2 separate regions of the Mus musculus genome follow, and region 1 is linked to region 2. A link is a contact called in public HiChIP or PLAC-seq data. All regions are on one chromosome and are shown on one strand. The core of a region is the stretch at or near the end of the contact, and the rest is flanking DNA. Distances in the headings are between cores, read along the strand shown. Region 1 has its middle 22 kb from the start of Gm46937. Region 2 holds the start of Clnk (cytokine-dependent hematopoietic cell linker).

Evidence for each region. HiChIP or PLAC-seq counts read pairs in DNA pulled down with a chosen protein or histone mark.
Region 1: an H3K27ac HiChIP or PLAC-seq map of extraembryonic endoderm stem cells shows a contact between it and region 2, with 4 times the contacts expected there. The contact joins the enhancer-like site here to the promoter of Clnk in region 2. A contact is called at or near these places in 9 of 39 promoter capture datasets (HPC-7-derived erythroid cells, cranial neural crest, embryonic stem cells and 5 more), 1 of 115 datasets of contacts at active chromatin or transcription factors (extraembryonic endoderm stem cells) and 3 of 9 other capture datasets (adipose tissue, liver and pancreatic islet).

Annotation. Positions count from the first base shown.
Region 1 is chr5:39,101,548-39,106,958 of GRCm38.p6, forward strand. No RefSeq gene overlaps it. Among named protein-coding and RNA genes, the nearest start is that of Gm46937, 22 kb to the left of the region's middle. Within about 2 kb of position 1,519, at least 2 of the 459 cell types and tissues checked have an H3K27ac peak or open chromatin away from gene starts, as enhancers often do. A contact at or near this core is called in extraembryonic endoderm stem cells, where this site is marked.
Region 2 is chr5:38,875,110-38,880,163 of GRCm38.p6, forward strand. It overlaps Clnk (cytokine-dependent hematopoietic cell linker), which reads right to left and starts at 1,584. Exons shown (of 19, transcript NM_013748.3): 1 at 1,493-1,584.

The sequences.
Region 1 (5,411 bases), core at 269-2,768, 230 kb after region 2:
ATGTATGTGTATATGTGCACATACATGTGTGTTGGTATTGTGAGCATGTATGTGTGTGTGTATATGCACGTGTACTCCTTTGCATATGTATGCATGTGTCTTTATGTGCACATGTGTGCATGCACATGTGTGCATATGTGCATAAATGCATATGCACATACTTTTATATATGTGCATATCTGTGTGCATATATACTTGAATGTGTGAATATATAATCAATATGCATATGTACATTTGCACATGTTGTATATATGCATGAGATGCATGAGTGAGTGTGTGTGTGTGTGTGTGTGTGCATGTGTGAGTGTTTTAAGGAAACTCTTAATACATAGAGCTCTGGGTTAAGAATCACCCACTAAAATTTACCACTTGTACCTCCCAGGTTATTATGATCCAGCTGAACAGATATTAATTAGGAATATGGAATCACTGTCCTTACTTAGCAAGTAGTACTAAAGTCAGTCATTCCTTTTAAAATAATGAGAGGTTGCAGGCATAGATGACTTTGGAAAGGCAAAGTTCTGCAAATGGAAAATTGCCATTGCATAAAAACTACAGTGGATAAAGACACAATGAAGCATCACTCTGCTTTTGTAGTTTTATTAGTTATTTTATGGGATGAGAGTTCACACCCACGCTGTCATGTTACTAACTGTTCAGTGTTTACTGGTACAATGCCATGAGGTTTGAAGTGCACTTCCAGTTGCAGGTGAAGGAGGACGGTAGTTTTAAGGGAGCCCCAGACAAGAGATGGATTAGAAACGTAGTTGGGTAAGCATTTAGAGACACAGATAAAACAGTTTCAAATACTAAGCCCCAGGCAAATGCCCTGCATTCCATGCTGAGATCACAGGAACCCATGTCAGGGCAGGCACCTTACGAAACCATCTAAGAGCAAGGTGCAAGAACATGAAGCGGGGAAAATGAGGGTAGGTGTGTGCACAGTTAAATATATCTATTCCCTCATAAAAAAGAAGTTCATTCTTGCCCTCTGAGCAGATATGTGAGATGGGTTTAAAGATGAAAGCAAAACAAGTTTATTGTAGTTACCGGGGCTTCTCTCTTGCATTCCATGCAACTAAAAGGAAGAAAGGAAGGATGACGACCGACAAAGAGCAAAGGATTCCTTTTAACACCCATAGGGCTAAAATGCAAGACTGCTAGAGAGAGTAGTCACCAAGTATGTCTCCTGACACTGATGGCCATTCATCCATTTTTGCCTATGTGATGCCAAAACCTCCCTTCCTCCCTACAATAGGACCTCTCTGGAGATGCAGAGCATGTCATGGAGTTCTCTAAGGGACCCTTTTCTATGTATAGATCCATCTCCTAGATTCTTCCTTATAAATTACCACAAACCACAAAGAATCAAAGATATATTTTCTTATAGTTCCAGAGTTCAGAAATGAAGTTGATAATAGGGCTGAGTTTTTGGCAAAAGCTCTCAGAAAGGATGATTCTTTGCTTCATTTATTTTCTGGTGGTTCTATGAGTTTCTTATCTTGTAGCTACATTGCCTCCATCTTTGTCTCTATTATCACATAGGATAACTACTATTGATACAGGGTCCACTTTAAATCCAGGATGGTGTTATCATGAAATTACTTGGGTAAAACCCATTTTCTAAATAAGATCATATTCACAGATTGGGTATTAGCACTTATAGCTTTAGGAGTCATTCTTCATGATGATTACATTTAATTGTCATTTGTCACAGTGTAGAAAGAGTCTCATCGAGGAATTTTCTAGAGCAGATTAGTCTGTGGGCACACCTGAGGAATTGTCTTGAATAGGTTAATGGATGTGGGAAGACTCAGCCTGAAAATGGATCAGAACTGAGTAGGAGCAGAGGGCGTGCACTGAGTAGTAAGTATGCATACACCTATTTGATCTCATCTCTTGTGTACAGGTGTGCCTAGATGATTTGACTTCCCTGAAATGACAAACCAACTACATGAGATTGTAAACCAAATAAAACCTTTTGTCTTCTAAATCTTTTCACTGAGGTGTTTATCACAGCAACACAAATACAGCCAGACACTTCTCACCACACCACACTGTACAGCCTCTAAACGCTTCAGCCTCTGAACTCATTATCAAGGTAGGTCCCTCTTGCTCCCATTGTGAGCAAGGCATTTAAAGTAAACAAGATAGAGCCAATGATTTGATTAAAGGGGTATGCCCACTAAAAGCCAAAGATAGGAAAGCGACCATTGTTCTCTTGATAGGACAACAATGTAATTGTGATTTGACAGGTCGGGCACCTTTGCAGACTGTTTTTCAGATGTTACTCAGTTCAATTCTTTCACAACCTACAGAGTAGACTTTGCTTACTGTTTCAGAGATGAGGGAGCTGAAGCACTGGATTCTGGGAAATTTGCTGGAGCTTAACACAAGTCACTAGTCACCTGGGATTCTCTGAAAGAAGGCTGGTGGTGGAGACTCTTCTTTGCTCCTGGCCCACTGTGTCACTTGATATTCTTTCCTTGGCATCCTGTGGGATCCAAGACTGGCAGGCAGTGATGGATGCTGCTCTCTCTACACGTTCAATAGAGAACTGTTTGAGTAAATCACGTGCTCCATTCCCATGCCACTCAACAGCAGCTCAATGTCTTGAAAACATTTTATGATACTTTGAAATATCCACGAGGTAATGTTGAACAAAAATCAAATAATTTAAGAATAAATATAGTTTTAAAAAGCAAATCAGACAGAGTGTGTTATAATGTTAATACTGGCTGTTTCTAGTCTGGAATATTTTCCCTACTCTCATTTTTTATAGTTTTCAAATTGTCTGTAATAAGTCTATATTGCTTCCATGGAAAGGTGAAATCAAGACTGCTATTAATTTGGGACAAAACATTTAAGAAAAAAAAAAACAACCAAAAAATCTTATCCTCAAGCCTGTGGAGGAATATAATAATGAGAATGTAAAATTCTGAAGGCTGTTGCTTAGAAAGGGCCACTTATGGACAATCTTACTGAAAGCAGACCTTATCACGGCATTTAGTCCAAAGCACAATAACATCATGCTTCCAACGTAATGGGTCCCATTCCAGCCACCACAAGTGGAAAGTCTGCTGTGAAGATACATATAGACAAAAACCAGACAGAGGTGGAGAAGTTTAAGAATCTTTTAGATGCCAAGGTATCCAAGGACTAATTACTGTCTCTGTCTTTTTCTGCCTAAATGATGTCATTCACTTTTTCTTGGTGACCCCATTTTATATTTCATAGATGATCCAACTTCCCCTTGCAGTCAGAAGGCTCTTCTTGCCCTTTATGTTTGTCTCCACATCACAGGTAATTCATCATTTTGGCATGTACCCTTTAATATACACCTGTTATGGCTTTGAGCAGCAGCAGCTTCCTTTGACAACAATGCCTTTGCTCAATAGCAAGATCCTGCTAGTTCATGGATTGGCTGCCTTGCCAATCCATGTGTCTTTTTTCTGGTTCAGTTCTTATGGATGCCGTGAGTAAGGAATTTCCCATAATTGGATGGTTTCCATAGCAGGGACTGTGAAAAATGAATATTCCACATGGTTCGTGTAGTAAGGAGTTTACCTTTCTTATAAAACAGGCTTTATATGAGAAACAGAAATAAGTGATTCCAGGATCAACAGTCCAACATAGAACTTCATTTCTAAGTGAAATGCAGGAAAAATCTGTATTAATGTGGCCAAATTGGGGAAAAAGATAAAGAGGTCTAGTGATTTCCCCACCTACCCCAGACCTATTTTGAAATACTTTATTTGAAGTTATGGTTTAAGTAGAAGACCAGAATTTTACACATACACACACACACACACACACACACACACACACACACACACACACACACACACACATACACACACACACACACACACACACACACACACACACACACACACACATATATATAATTTCCCAGTCAAATTGTGGTCCTGCCCATTATTCCATTATTAATCCATAATTTACTGTGGGTTAAGCTCTCTAGAGACCACCTCATAGACACTCCTAAAACAAACAGAATGTATTTATTGCTGACTGGTGGTTGCATTGGGAACTTGCCCAAATCATGCAGCCCTGAGGCTTATAGCCCTTTGTCTTTTATGCACAAAATCTACATTCTGAGAGTCACAGCTCAGTTATCAAGAAGCAGAGCTACAGAAACTAAAATCACAAGAATAGTACATTTAGGGACTGTTTTACTTAGGGTTTCCATTGCTGTTACAAAATACCATTACCAAAAAGAAAATTAGGGAGGAGAGGGTTTATTTGGTTTATACTTTCATATTTCTATTCATAATTAAAGGAAGTCAGGACAGGAACTCACACACAGCAGGAACCTGGAGGTAGGAGATGATGCAGAAGACATGGATGGGTGCTGCTTACTGCCCTGCTCCTCACGACTTGCTCAGCCTGCTTTCTTATAGAACCCAGGAACACCAGTCTAAGGATAATACCACCCACAATGGGCTGAGCACCTCCATACATTACTAATTAAGAAAATTCTTTATAGCTGGATCGTTTGGAGGCATTTTCTCCAATGACATTCTCTCCTTTCAGATAACTCTAGTTTGTGTCAAGTTGACAAAAAACTAGTCAGCACAGGAGCTTTCCTGGAACTATGGACTAGGTGTTTGTTCCTGTTTTGACAGGTGTTGGGCCTATGTGCTTAGTTTTAAAGTCAGAGTGTTGCCTCCACCATGCTGTCATGTGTGCTAAGGACTGGGAGTCTGTTTCAATTGTCTGTCCTGTAAGGTTGTCTGAGAAATTGTAAGTCTCTGTGTGTGAGAAAAGTTTTCTCCCTGGTGGAAATCTTTCAGCTTTCTGTTCTACCATTATGGGATACTTGGGTGATTTCCATTTTCGTGGGATCTGCTTTTCAATAGTCCAATAGTCAAAGTGAGGGGAACTAACATCTCATCAGATATTTCCCTGTCCAGGCCAGGCACACTTCACAACTCCCTGTTTAGGACTTTATTCATGAGGTAGAACATGTTAAAGCCTAGAACAAATATGAAAAATGCAAGTAGGACCCATGTAACCTCTTGCTTTTTAGTAATATTTAGAAGGGATGGCTCAAGTAAAATCTGTATTTTTCAGGCAGGGTCTAACCATAAAGCCTAAGTTGGCTTCAAACATATGATCCTCTTATTTATCAGGTAAGTGTTGGGATTATAAGCAAATGCTATCATATTCTTTATGATTTACTTCAACTCAATTCTGACAACCTTCCTTTTTGTCTCTGAGTTTTATTCTTGAAGATATCATTGATCAACCACCTACCATTTTTTTCTTTACTCTTTCTCATCATCAGGGTCTGCTGTGTCCAGATTGGTCTGATTTGATCCCATGTTGGGCAGGTGGTGACTGATGTCAAGGAGTTAGTGCATTAAACAGATGTAAGCCCATTTTGAGCA
Region 2 (5,054 bases), core at 334-2,833:
TACAGTTTCCTAGGCAGCACTGAACTCAATAAAAAGCAAACCAGAAATGTGGTCCCCTAAGTTTTAGGCTAGAGCTGACCAGATGGAACTGAAAGTGATAGCCCTTGGCTTTATAATGGCCTTGTTCATGGAGTCATCTGAGAGGGCATCTTCTCAGGTGGGGGAGGGGGCAGAAGTGCCACCATGAAGACATCTGGGCTCAGAGAAGATTCCTGGGAATGGATTCAAGGACATATCCTATAAAGCTGTAAACACACCCGGGTCACTTTTAGCCAAAAAAAATAAAAACAAAAAAACAAAACAAAAAAAAAAAACCCAAAAAAAACACTTGGGTGAAATTAGTTTAGGTTTGAATTTTGTTTACTGAATCCGTTGCTGTGTAAACAATCTTGACCACACTCCTTGGACCACAGCAGCTCCCATCTGTGAACCAGAGAACAAGATCCCTCTAAGGCTCAAAGCTGGTGGGAGGGTTAAGTGAGTTAATGCAGGGAGCATGGCTGGCTGGAGCCCGAGTTAAATCGATGCACTTTCCTTTATACCTCTCTAGGGTACATTCTATGTGAGGCCTCTGGGAGGATTTCTAAAGGTTTCTGTGCTGTGCCTCCAATTAGCCAGAGCTACCATTGTCTTCCTGGGGTTCACAATGACCACTCCCTGTAGTTTGCCTGAGCCCTGGAAGTCAAAGGACACCATCACCGAGGGGGGGGGGTGTGCTAAAATTTAGACAAGAACAACACTCATAAAAATCATAAATTAACTATTAATAAATCCCAGTCATACTTTTCTTCCTGAGCCAGTGTCTACACTTTGATGACACTTCTTATTCGCCACCCCCCCCAACTCAACTTTGCTCTCACAACCTTCTGAGAAAAACCTGGAGGAGCTGCCTGCAGGCACCAATGGAGGGTACGAATTTTATCCTTGCTTAATCTAACTTAGACTCCTCTGTCCTGGGAAGGGAGGGTGTTTGCCTTATTCTAAAGCCTCCATCTTCTGCAACAAAGCCAAAAGAAAACACACACACACACACACACACACACACACACACACACACACACACTTTCCCCAGGGCTGAAGGAGTTTGCTTCTCCTTTGAATGGGCGCCTTCTTCTGAGGCTGCTTTTCTAGCGGCTCCTCCAATGGAGGTTAAAAACACGGCGGTAGACTTTGTCTCTTGATTTTAGCAACATAGGCTTGGGGATGGAGGTGTCTAAGCTGCAGGAAGAATAGACTGAAAAGCCTTAATCTTACATTATTTTCTGGGCAGACATTTGGAGTTCTTTCAGAGCAGAATGAAGGTGTCTTCAAAGCCGGGCTGAAGAAGCTGGCTTCCCTTTTGCCCATTTAATGGCATATGGAATGCTCAGGTTTTCATGTTAAAAAAAAAACCCTCCTTTTTCTTTATCTGTGTGAAGCTCTTTCTAATGGTCACCATGACAGTGTGAACCAAGAGACACATGCTAAGACAGAGCTGTTCTGTTTAGTTTACCTGCTCAGTCTTCCTTTAGTCAAGGGCTCAGTGTTGAGACGGCTAGCTCCTGGAAAGGGGGTCCACGGTCGCATCCTGGAGCACTCTGTAAGATAGAGTTGACATGTTCTCTCCCCTCAGCAGAGTCCTTCAGCAGAGAGTGCCTTGTATGTGCCTGTTAGTTTTGGTTTTCCGAGAAACGCAGCCACAGACCTGGGCAGTTTGGCCTCGTAGCAGGCCAGACTTCCTCTTTGTGAACTGTGGTACTAGCTTTGAAGGTGTGGAGGCTGTCAAAGCTGACCTGACGTCGTGTCATACAGATTCGTGTGCATCCCTTCACAAGAGTCAGAACATGTGGCAGTAGACTGCTGAGCGACTCAAAGTGAGCTTTGCCTGGCGGACATATGGACTGTCTTGTGACTGCAGGCCTCCCTAAGCTCCTCAGACACATGCAGCCTCTCGGGGATTATTCAGAAAGCACCCAGACGCAGAAGAGAAGTGGTTGGCTCCTATTCTTGCTCTGTTTGTTATTGAAAATGGGATCATAGGTAATTCTCATATCCATGCGCAAAGTCATGTAGCATATTTGGAGCACACATTACAGACTCAATATATGCCAATCTGTTTCTTCCTTAACCTTAATCCTTTTAAGCTGTCCTCTGGAGTGCCCACTGCAGTGGTCCTTGAGGATTTAATGTTATTTAAATGGATTTTATTGATGTTGAAATTTATAACAAATTCCTACATTGTTTAGGATAAATTCAAAAAAGTTTATTTCTTTGGGGGGAGGGGAGATAGCTCTGGCTTTGACTTAATGAAGGAAACACTAAAATAAGCTCTTAAGGGGTGTTAATTATGAGCCAAGCCTTGCACTAAGCAGATTTAGGTATCAACCTGTTTAATTTGCCAGTAACTACGTGAGAAGAATATTCTTTTTCATTTTGCAATTGTGAAAACTGATGCCCATTCATTCTCTTTATCAGTGAGCCTTTACTGCATCTGGGGCTTAACAAGATGTGTTTACTGTTTTGTGAGTCAGGTTAGTTAGTTGGTTGTTTTGGTCTAGACCTGTATAAGTTTGTTAGGCTTTGCACACCAGTGTCCCACGGAAAGTAGTGGCCTACAGAGTAGAATGTATTGTCTCCCAGTTCTGGAAGCTGGAAATCCAAGATCAAGCATTTTTGGTTTCTTCTGGGCCTCTTGAGGGAGAGATGTGTATTTGGCACCTTCTAAGTTTGTAGATGGCTGTCTTTCTTTTCACACAGCATCCTCTATGTGTCTATTCAAATTTCTCCTTTTTAAAGGAACCAGGCAATCTGGATCAGGGCTTACACTCTGACCTCATTTTAAACTTACGTCTCTGTAAAAACCTTTGTCCATATAGGTCACATTTTGATATACTAGGGATAAGGACTACTAAATAAAAAATTTGAAAGGACATTCTTCACCCATTGGAGGGCCTCCAAACTGCCCCTTATCCCTCCAAGCTGCCCCTCATCCCTCTGCAGGCTGTCCAAGGCTCATTTTCCTGACATTTGAGTACAAGAGGGTGGAAGCCATACACACACACCTTTCTTAAGTCTCTGTTAGCATTCTGTTTGTTCAGATCTCATTGACCAAGGTTAGACTCCTGGTTTGTTTCATCCAGAGTGAGTATGGAGACACTTTCTCAAAAGTGAAATGCAGACAAGTACTTTACAATGGAAAACACATAGGCATCACATTACAGTTAGTTCTAAGGACATTGAAAAGGCAAGTCCAATACAAAATACCCATTAAGGAAGAATTAAAGATTGGTGGGAATATGGTTATATGTGATGTTTACTGCTTTTTTGAAATAGAAAAATAAGTAATCCCAGTTCTTTGGGGGGATAGAGAGGAAGCAGGATCCGTAGATCAAGATCATTTTTTATGATGTGGTTTTGAGCCAACCTGGGCTGCATGAAATTCTGTCTCAAAAAGCAGAGAACAATTACTATCTGCCAATCATGCTATTAGATGCTAGAACACAATTGCATTAAACACATACCTTGCTCTTTATCTCTCATAGTTTACTTTTTTGAGGAGTCAAAAATGGACAAACTTTACTAACAAAGAACTATTGATTTCATCCAATACAATGAGGTGGGCCTGCTTCGACAATTTTTTGTTCATTGGCTCCTTCTGCCTACTACATGCCAGGCATTGGGTCAGATATAGAGGCTCAAAGGTAAAAGAAAAACAATATTGCTGCTTCATGGGGATAATAGGCCAGAGAGGTATTAAATGAGAAATGCTAAACATGGTAGCTCTTTTGAGATAGGAAAACAGAGGTTCTCACATGTGTGTAACAGGCTAGTTATCGCCCACTCTGGGTTCAGAAAATACTTCCTTTCGGGAGGTGATGATGAAAGCCAAGGTCTCCATGATGGGTGAGGATTTTCTAGACCAAATGAAGAGAAATAAGGGAAATGAAGGATGGAAAGAAATGAAGAGAGGGAGGGAAGGAGGAAGGAAGGCAGAGAGTGGAGAAGGAAGGAAGATAGGGACAGAGGGATGGTGTGGGAAAACATCTGGAGCCCAAGAGTTGTATATCTGAATGCCAGGAGGATAGCCAAGCTCTCCTGAGGAACCTACAAAGCAACAAGTTACAGGAATGCAGAAGAGACAGGAAGATGCTAGCCTGGAAACAGCCAGAACAGGGCAATACTCACTCTGCTGAGGACCACAGCCCACATTTCCTCTTGGCTGCTATCACTCAGGCTGAACAGGCGGTCCTTCAATTTGTTGTCCTTTATTTTATACTAATTGCTGCAAGAGTTCTTGCCTCTTGACCTCCATCCTCCCTCCCCACCTGCATGGTCAATTAGGTCCATGAGCCTTGAGTCACCAGAGGGTAGTTCAGGAAAATTCACTAGAGTCTGGGTTTGAACACTCAGGTTCTGAGGATCCAGCTGTATTACTGAGGGGATGCCTGGCTTTGAAAGGAGCATAATCCTTTTTTTTTTTCAACAGGAAGCCTGGGAATGAGGGCCTGCAGTTGGAGGCATGTCCATCTCACCAATGGACAAATAATAGGCTACATATGTGGAGAGGAGATTTGTAGTACAGCAGAGCTCTGCATGGTACAGTAGAGCTACATGTGAGATGGGAGAGGATGGCTCTGTGCTGTTGCATAATCGAGAGAGTTAGATTCCTGTGTCAACCACCTAGAGCCCAGCCAAAGAGGGCAACTTTCCACCCACTCCAACTTTTATTATGAGTTCACTGTCCATTAAAATTTACATCTTAATGTATACTTAAAATTATTTTTAACCTTTTAAATTTTTACAGACCTCCAAGAAGAAGGACCAAATCCAGAGCTGTGATGTAGAATGTCTTCTTGGTCCCTGCATTTTTAGAAATGGATTTCCAGTGAGTAAGTACTCTGGGCAGATGCAAACTTGGTTCTACTTTCAACTTTTGCAATTTCCTTTTCTGCTTCTTCTTTATCTTCGTCTTTATCCTCATCTTCTTTTGGGAATAAGAAGAAGTTTAAGTGTTAAAAGAAACGGGGAGTTCTGAGTAAACACTCTGACACCTCTTGGTATTCAGTTTCCTGCTT